Regions from separate parts of the Mus musculus genome. Here regions 2 and 3 are each linked to region 1. A link is a contact called in public promoter capture Hi-C data. All regions are on one chromosome and are shown on one strand. Each heading gives the region's core, a stretch centred on a gene start, on an enhancer-like site or on the middle of the called end of the contact. The rest is flanking DNA. Distances are from core to core; before and after follow the strand shown.

What was found. Promoter capture Hi-C pulls out the DNA fragments that hold promoters and counts their contacts.
Region 2: a contact with region 1 is called in a promoter capture Hi-C map of the HPC-7 cell line. The contact joins the promoter of BC018473 here to the promoter of Rbfox3 in region 1. A contact is called at or near these places in 4 of 39 promoter capture datasets (the HPC-7 cell line, cranial neural crest, liver and 1 more) and 1 of 9 other capture datasets (embryonic stem cells).
Region 3: a contact with region 1 is called in a promoter capture Hi-C map of embryonic stem cells, with 4 times the contacts expected there. The contact joins the promoter of Sphk1 here to the promoter of Rbfox3 in region 1. A contact is called at or near these places in 2 of 39 promoter capture datasets (embryonic stem cells and liver).

What each region holds. Positions count from the first base shown.
Region 1 is chr11:118,907,977-118,910,857 of GRCm38.p6, forward strand. Rbfox3 (RNA binding protein, fox-1 homolog (C. elegans) 3) reads right to left here and starts at 1,596. Exons shown (of 15, transcript NM_001039167.1): 1 at 1,328-1,596.
Region 2 is chr11:116,750,597-116,753,416 of GRCm38.p6, forward strand. BC018473 (cDNA sequence BC018473) reads left to right here and starts at 1,571. Exons shown (of 4, transcript NR_003364.1): 1 at 1,571-1,990. It also overlaps Gm11735.
Region 3 is chr11:116,530,941-116,534,032 of GRCm38.p6, forward strand. It overlaps Sphk1 (sphingosine kinase 1), which reads left to right and starts at 1,511. Exons shown (of 6, transcript NM_025367.7): 1 at 1,511-2,428; 2 at 3,030-3,092.

The sequences.
Region 1 (2,881 bases), core at 346-2,845:
TACTGGCGCCACCGGCGTCCTTTTTAAAAGTGACCATTAAATAATTAGAGTGCGTCTGAAAAGCAGAATCCAAAAGGGGGAGCGGGGATGTGGCTCGGCCATCCTGGACCCTCCTCACCTCGCAGCCCACACACACTAGCCGACGTCAGTGAGCTTCGTGAACAGCCAACCAACCCCCAATCTCATGCAAGACCCAAGATCCTGGGTCTGTTCCAGCTGTCTAATAGGGTCTCAATGCCCCCCCCCCGTGCTGGTCGCGTCTTGCTCCGGGTACAGACTGGGTGCGGGACCTGGGTGGCCAGGACACTGAAGGGCTGCATGCCAATGGATAGGGGCGAAGCTTCATCAGGGAGCTCCCAGAGGACCGCCGGCCTGAAGCCACCCCCTGACACCTTTCTCCTGAAGAAGACAGCCCCAGGAGAATCCCACCACCTCCCGGGGCCACAAGTCAGAAAGTTTGGGCTAGGGTTGTGCAGGCCACCTTAGCAAAGCTTTCCCAGCCGGGCTGTCCCAGCCCTGTAGCTGTGCCAAAGCGAGCAGTAACCTCCGATCCTTGCTCACGCCTCTGGGAAGACTCGGCCCCGAGCGCCCCCCAGCTCGCGGACTAGAGAGCCCTGTGCGCCACCCGCGCCTGTTCCACGCGTGCCGCTATGCTGAGGGCTCTGGTCCTCCCGAGAGAGCCGAGGAGGACCTCAGTCCTCCCACAACTCCTTGAGGTCATCAGTCAGTCCCCTCGGCCGGCTCTCCTCCTCCTGGACCCCAGCAGCCCTCCCGAGCCTGAGGATGGCGAGAGTCGCACGCCGTAGCGCATCAGGGTCGCCAGCCGTGCTTCCAGCCCTGCGGGTTGGGGCCGCCTCCCTGATGCGCCCCGCGGGCCGGGATCTCCGTGCGCCACGGCTTCCCCCCAATCCTGGGAGTTCCCAGAGCCGGGCATTGTGCCGCCGCCGCCGCCGCCGCCGCCGCCGCCACGGGCACGCAGCGCGCGGGACTCCCCGGTGTCTCCATGGAGCCTGACCCCGGGCCTTCCCATTTACAAAATCTCCCCTCTGGTTTCCCAGGGGAGCCCGGAGCCCGGAGCCACGACCCCAGCCCCCGCACAACTCGGGAACCCCGACCTCGCGCGCAGACCCCTGACCCCCAAGGGCGCCACCCCATCCTCGCGCGACCTCAGGTCTGTCCCCAGCCACGCTCCGCAGCCCCGCGTCCTCGCCGGCCCCGCCTCCCACTGCGGGGTCCCGTGCGCCCCTCCCCGGGCCGTGCCCACAGTCCCAGCCGGCCCCTCGCGATGGTCGTGACCGAGGTGGAAGCCCAGGGTCTGGCTACTCACGGGTTCAGCGTTCCCCACGGCAGGTGACGGGGCCCTGGCGGCCATGCCCCGGCTGCATCCCGGCCGCCCCGGCGAGCCGGCGGCAAGGGGCGCGAGAGGCCGGGTTGGAGCGGCGGTGGCTGCCGCGGCGTCTCCGGAGACCACGCGAGCTGCTGGGGCAGGCGCCCGACTGCTGTCCGAGGAGGTTTCCGCCGGTTCCGGAGCAACGGCTCCGTGTCCCCGCTCCGCTTGCCTCGCCGACTCTCTCTCTCTCTCTCTCTCTCTCTCTCTCTCTCTCTCTCTCTCTCTCTCTCTCTCTCTCTCTCTGCCACCCCCCCCTCGTTCCTCTGGCTGGCTCGGCTGAAGCGAGAAGGCAGCAGGAGCACGCGGCGGCGGTGGCGGTGGTGGTGGCGGCTGCACGGGCGGAGCGCGCAGCTCGGCGAGGGAGGGAGGGGGCTCCGGCGGTCGCGCGGCCAGGGAGGGCGGCGAGGCAGGGAGGGCCGCGAGCCAGCTGAATGTGGCCACAGGAGCCCTGGAGTCCCAGCTCCAGCCTTGGAGAACGGGGATGCGTAGGCTGGTGAGACTTGTAGGGCACCCTAGAGCTCAGAAGGAGCTGGGCTCCTCCGAGCTCACCACCACCACCACCGCTGTGGTCTCACCTCCCCTTCCTCCCTCCCTTCTTCTGGGCGACCTCAGTGTAAGTCATCACTAGCAACACTTAGCAGGACCCCTGCACCCTCGTTCCACTGGGACCGGTTTCTCTCGCTCTGCCCAGGGGTCCCTAGAAAGACTTGGTCGCTGAATGGCAGGAATGGATGTCCCCTCCCCCACGCCTCTCCAGCTAGTCTGCAGCGCCCGCGCCTAACTGGCCACTGGGGAAGACCCTTAATAGGCCTGGAGTTCCATGCCTTGCCTTCCTGAGAATCACAGAGCAGGCGGGGAGGCAGGAGGCCTACCCTGGAACAGGACACAGGGAGGACACACTTGTCCCCGCTGATAATCCTATGGCCTTAAATATTTCCATCCAGGTCAGTTAGGAGAACCTAAAACCAGAAGAGTTCCAGCCTCCCCCTAACCCAGGGAAAGGGAGTCTAGCGTGGTCTGAGGTCCGGCATCTCTAGTCTTGGGAAAAGAAAGGGGTTGGGAGGCAGGCATTGCCTCTGAGCTGTCAAGATGAGACCCAGGTACAACAGTGGGGCTAGTTACTGGCATTCAGCCCCAGAAGTGAGCAAAGAGGCTAGATGATACCCAAAGGCTTTAAACTGGATCCAGATACTGTTCTATATGAAAGACGAAAATAAAAGACAATCACCATGCAGTGCCTGGACTCTGGGACCTGCACTCTCAAAGGACATTTGCAATCTAAAAAACAAAAAACAACAACAACAAAACAAACAACAACAACAAAACATGATTAAAAAACAAGCCTGATACACGTTGCTGGATGCTGTTTGTAAAACCATCAGCTTCTTGCACCTAACTAAGCTTCCAGTGTGAGGCACATACCACGGAGCCTGGGGCCCTGTGGGTAGGGCAGCTAGACAGAGTAGAGAAGAGGGAGAATAAGAGAGGCCC
Region 2 (2,820 bases), core at 321-2,820, 2.2 Mb before region 1:
TCTCAGGACAAATGGCTACATGTTGTGCCTATTAACCTAGAAAAGGGCAGATGCTGGCCTCCTTCTGGCTCGCCAAGTCTCACAAGTATATACTACCACATCCATGCTGGGACATTGGCTCTTCTCAGCAGTTCTCAAAGGGGCCCAGGGGATGGGTGCGGGGGATGATGGAGGTGGAGTGGATTAGGGGGATAGGGAGGGTGAGGGGCTGAGAGGGTGGAGATGCACTGAGATACACTATACTTCTGCAGCTCCTGTGTCTCCCATTCTCCAGATTCTCTTTCTCAACAACCTCACTCTTGTCTCTCTCCCTTGTTTTGTTTTGTTTTCGGGTTTTGGTTGTTTGTTTTCTCTGGTTTTAGCCTGCACATTGCCTTTCAGGCTCTACTTCTTCACCCATGGTGGGTGACTGGCTGATCCTGAAAGGGGAAGCAAGGTGTGAAAGGCTAGGAGTCTAGGAGACCTCAGTATCTCTGAGCACAATGAATATGACACTGGGGAGACAGCTTCGGTGAGCCAGCTTATTTCATGGTGGAAACAATCGCTATGTAAACCTTTAGAGGATGGGTAGGGATCCTGGGTGAGTGTACATCACTGGGTGTGGCCAGGGTATGCGGGATGACTGATTGGAATAAGAAGAAATTCCAGGCGCTGCAGGACAGGACATTATTAAGGGGAGAATTAGTTTAACCTGGCTACTAGGCTCTATGACCTCCTCTGGGGGGCAAAGGTTGGGGAGCAGGGCTACCTGTGCTGGAATATGCAGGCTCAGAGTGGGGTGGGGCGCAGAGGGGATGACCCGACTCCTGCAAATCTTAGGACGGAATTTCCAGGGTTTCAACATGCCCTGACCCCACTCTTTCTCCAGGGTGTTACCTGCTCCCAGGTTCCACGGCCCTCCAGCCCCACAGCACTCTCTCTGTCGTCCTTTCTCTTTCTCTCTTTCTCCTCTCATGGCCAAGTCCAGCCTACTGTTCATGTTAAATCTACTTCCCGCCTACCCCCCCCCCCCCCCGTGCATTCTACACTCATTCAGATGCCCCTGGCTGTACTCTTTATTATATCTATAACACAAACTTCCTGTTCAACCACACCTTGGAGGGGTGATGTCCTCAGTTCAGATATCACCATGCTCTCTGAAGAGGACCCTGGCTGCCAGTCCTCTCTGCCTTGCACGGGTGTGGAGACCACGCTGAGTTCACAATGAATCTGAAAGACTGCACATGACAGAAGCTTAATGAGACTTTCAGTATCTGTATCCACCGACATTTGCTGAGGCCTCAACACCATTTAAGGTCAAGCTAGGAACACAGATGTGTTTTCTTCCTTCCTTCCTTCCTTCCTTCCTTCCTTCCTTCCTTCCTTCCTTCCTTCCATCATTCCATCATTCCTTTCACTTTTTCTTTCTTTCCCCTGCATTCCAACTGCAAAACCCATGACTAGTAAACTTTGTTGTTGTTGTTGTTTTTTTTTTTTTTTAGCTCAGGCTGTCCTGGACCTCACTCTGTATATCACCCTGGTCTCCAACTCACAGCGATGCGCCCGCCTCTGCCTCCCGGGTGCAGATTAAAGTCTGCACCCCCACCTGGCCTGGAAACCCATTATTAAGAAACCTCCCTGACAGTGTTTCCTCTTGTGTAATCTTAGATGGTCCACCTGCTTGTGAGTTTCCATCTCATGATGCTGTCTTACACACGTTGATTGTGGTTTTTGAGTTCAAAACCTGCTCCCCCAGAAGAGTAAGGGTTGCAGTGGCAGCAGCTGCATCTGTGTTGTATCCCTGACTGCTCAGTTTGCTGTTCAAATCAACAAAGTTTCTCTGGTTAAAGAACAACAACAACAACAACAACTTGGTGTGTTCCTGTTGTTGGATTTTCACCAGACTCTCCGCACCATCGCACACCAACATTTTGGGGGTTTGTCCAGGATCCAGAGCCCTGATACAGAAGTGCAATTTTTTGAATTGGCAACTTCAGGGGAAACACTGGAGGTGAGTCTGGTTTTGATGGGGGAGGGGGGTGTCTCGTTTGTCTGTTTCTTCTATCAGTCCCTTTGTCACATTTAGACATTCTGTGTTTGTTAGTGTCTGGTCTTACATTCATTTCTCTGTTCACTGTCTGTGTCTTCTTGGTCCTGGATTCTAAGACAGAACAGAAGCAATTCGCCACCCAGTCCTCTCTTGAGCTTCTTCATCATTTTAAGGAATTTTAGAAGAAACTTCTCCATCTGGTAATAAAGTCTACCCTGACAATCTTGTGACATTCTGTCATCTCAAACGGCCCACCTTCAGGATAGACTGGTGCCCAGGGGGTACTTTCAATTTAACTGTGGTTTACTGCACACAGGCTGTCAACTTTGCATGATAAGGACATTCTGGCCAAGGCTCCTACTTCAAGGCTTGGTGATGTCTTGTGGAAGAGCTACTTGAATGGCTCAACTCTCTCTTGCTGGAGTCGAGCAGCGCCTCTTAAGTCCTCCCCCTCAGACCCAAGTCTCAGAGGGATGAGAGGGAGATTCCTGGTCTCCCCTCCATGGACAAGGACACACCTCCTCACTAACATTGTCCCCTCCATTGCCCAACCTTTCACACGACTCATGGATCTCTTCCTACTTCTGCTATCCCTGTCGTGGAGCTCCACCTCTAACTCCTTCTTCCCAAGTCCCCATTACACCAGGACCGGTTCCAGATATTGAAGAGATCTTAGTGAGGAAGACCACTTCTGGCAGAGTCCCCACCTTAACTCTATGTAAGGTGTGGACACTCCCCATGGCCCCGAGATGAGGACCCTCCCATGGGCCCCGAGATGAGGACCCTTTCAT
Region 3 (3,092 bases), core at 261-2,760, 2.4 Mb before region 1:
GAGGCCAGAGGATGAGGCGGCAGCCGACACAGAGGAGCCATTGTGTCCACTGGAACCAGCGCCAGACTGGAACCCCCCTCCCACTGGGTCTCTTCTGAGCAGAAGGGGAACCGGCCCTGAGGCCCAAGTATAAAATGTCCTGCAGGCTGCTTCTGCTCTCTCCCACGGACTGAGTTTCCAGTCAACCTTGCTCCACGCTTGCCCTCAGAGTATGAGAAGTTCCAGCCCCAGGCCTCAAAGAAAAGCGAGACCCTGATCCAGGTCGGCATTTTGAGCGTAAATTTACACACAGCCCGATCTTTCCTTCCCCGTGCCTCAGTTTCTCCTCTTTAGTTGTTAATGACTTGCTTGTCGGGCTTGATAAACACTCCTTCCCAAACCGTGAGAGAGCAGAGGAGGGTGTTTCCTACAGTCTGGGCAGCCAGCCCCCCTCCAAGCTCAAAATCTCGGGGAGAATAGTTTCCTCCCTGAGTCTGCTAGATACCAACGCCAGATCTGGACCCTAGGTCTCTGGTAAGGGGAGGGGGCAGGGTAGACAAGGGAGCGAGTGGCAGAGAGCCTGGCTTCCCCGCAGAGCCCCCTCCTCCCACCGCGACTCGTGTCCCCGCAGCGCGTGACCACGGCACTGCGGCTGCAGAGCTGCAATCCTTCCTTGTCCGCGCTAGATTCCAGGGGTGTAAGGTGGGAAGCCGGGGATGGGGGTAGGTGCAGGACCAGATCTTGGTAGCCACGAGTCGCGGAACCGGGGGTGGGTGATGACGCCCTTGCTCCCTCCAAATCCTCATTTTTTTTTTTTTTTGGTTGGTTGGTTGTTTCCGGGAGTTTCTCCACCCGTGAGCGTGTCGCTGAGTCACCTTCTCGGAAGGCACTCGGGGCGTTCATGATCCGGTCAGGCTGTCCCGCGGCTGTACAGAGCCAAGGCATATATTGCAGTGACGCGTGCGGAACCGCAGGTCCAGCCTGTGCCCCTGGCCCTCCTGGGGACTCCTAAAATACTGAGAAACTCGGTCGGGGAACTCCAGGGTCCTCTGGGAGAGAAGCCACCTTCAAGGCGTGACCTAGTTCACTGCAATCCTTTCTTATCTGGGTTCGTTTTCCTCTTGGACTCGCCTCTTCTGGACTTTAAGAAGCGATGCGAAGATAGAGGTGGGTGGGGTCGCGCGGGGGCCGGTGTGGGCGCGCCAGTTCTCTGTAACCGGAGCTAAACCAATGCAGCTTCCTTGGGAGTTTGGTGTCTGTTTTTGGTGCTTGGTAGGATTTGGGAGCTTCTTTTTCCAAGTCTCCGCTAATAATCTTCCAAAAATTTAACTCCGGTTAGTCACGGACACCCTCAGGTCACTTGCCATGAAATATATCACTTACACAACTATGCGTCTTGTTTATCTCCACCGAAGCGCATACACCGGGGCACGTGTGCATTTTCACCCCGAGATCGCCCGAAGGGGTGGGGAGGTTGGGACCACGCCCCCATGCTAGCCTCTCCAATCCTGATGAGAGCCCCCATTGCCCTGTCCACACTGCTGGGTTCCTCCAGTCGGTGAGGATCGTGGATCCCGATCATCCGCGGCAGGCAGCATCTCAGGCCTTGATAGTGTTCCCTGGGGGGAAAGACTCCACCTTTGGAGGTTGCTGACGAGGTACTCTCATCTCGACTTCGTCCCCAAACCGGTTCAGCTTTCTCCTGAAAGGCGTGCCAGACTGCTTCGGGTTCGGCGTCTGAGTGAGCCAGCGGCTGCATCTGGAAGCTAAAAGTAAAGGCACCGCGGAGGAGCAGGGGAGGAAGAGAAGTTCGCGGGTGGCGGGTGACCCGACCCTGGCCCAGAGTCAGGACAGCACTAGGGTCTGGATGTGGAATTCAGGCTAGGTCTAAGCGACGCCAAAGAGGCGCTGCATCCCTACTGTGAACAGCAGTTTCGAGGTTCAGTAAGCGCAGACCCACGCGTACCCGAAGCCCGCTCGGATGCTGGGCGCCGGCATGTGGGCTGCGCCCTCGCTTTCGCGCTCCGCGGATGCGCTGCTTCAGGCCGGGCTCAGAACCCCACCTCTTGCGGACTTCCTAAGCTGTTCCTCCAGCACCGGGCGCACAATCGTATCCGGGGATCCTGCCCCTCATCTGCGCGTGGCCGAGCCCAGGCTGGCGGCGACTGTGTTCGGGGAGGTGCAGTGAGATCCCGGGCGGGTGGGGGACCAGAGCTGCGCGCAACTCTGGTTCCACCCCGAGAGCACAAGGAACGCGGGGCGTGGCCAGGCCGGCCCAGAGGCTCAGCGCCCTCCCCGGGCCGCCGTGAAATTGAGCAAAAAGTTTGAGACCGGAGGGGGGCGATCCCTTGGAGTCGGTGTCAGCCCAGTGCTTCAGTTGTCCCTCTGTCGCGGGTCTGAGTCGGAGAGGAGCTGCTTTCCGCCACTGGCCGCCCGTGGGACAGATTGGGTAGGGATCCCCTTTCCCCCGCGCGCGCCCTCCCGTAGTTGGCGGTGCCTTCGTGGGTCCGTGAAGGAGACGGCCCCACGCCTGCGCCTCAGTGCACACTCGCGCTCCGGCAGGGCAGACCATAGTTGTGGGTCCGCCCAGCACAGGCAGGCTTTTGCGGGACTTGGGCGCTGTTCTCACGAGTGCGGCACGCACCCCCACCCCCACCCTCTTGGAGACTCGGAGCTTCAGCGGCTTCGTAGTTCAGGCAGGGGACCGGGCGACTGCGCAGGTTGCGATGGGGTTCTTCGTCCCAGAGTACGCGCCTCTCAATGCCAGTTCTGGGAATTGTATGCAGTTGGATTCTCCACCAAGCCCGAAGGGTGAAGAGCCGGCCCGACGAAGAGAGCCACGGGTCACTGACTCATGCGTCGGGTCCGAATCCGGTGTCCCCTGGAACGGAATGTTCGTGGGGTGGGAAGCTCATTCTGGAAAGCTAGATCCCCCACCCACGGGGCTCTGGTGATTCAGTCGCGAGCCAGGGGCTCTGGTTGGGCACTTTGTCCCACGTGCATGGAAGCCCAGGCAGAGAACCCCACCACTCTTTCCTCCTGTCCCTCAGATCTGGCCGCCCCGGGGAATGACGAGGGCGCTCACACAGCCCAGGGAGGTGGAGAGGGCGAGC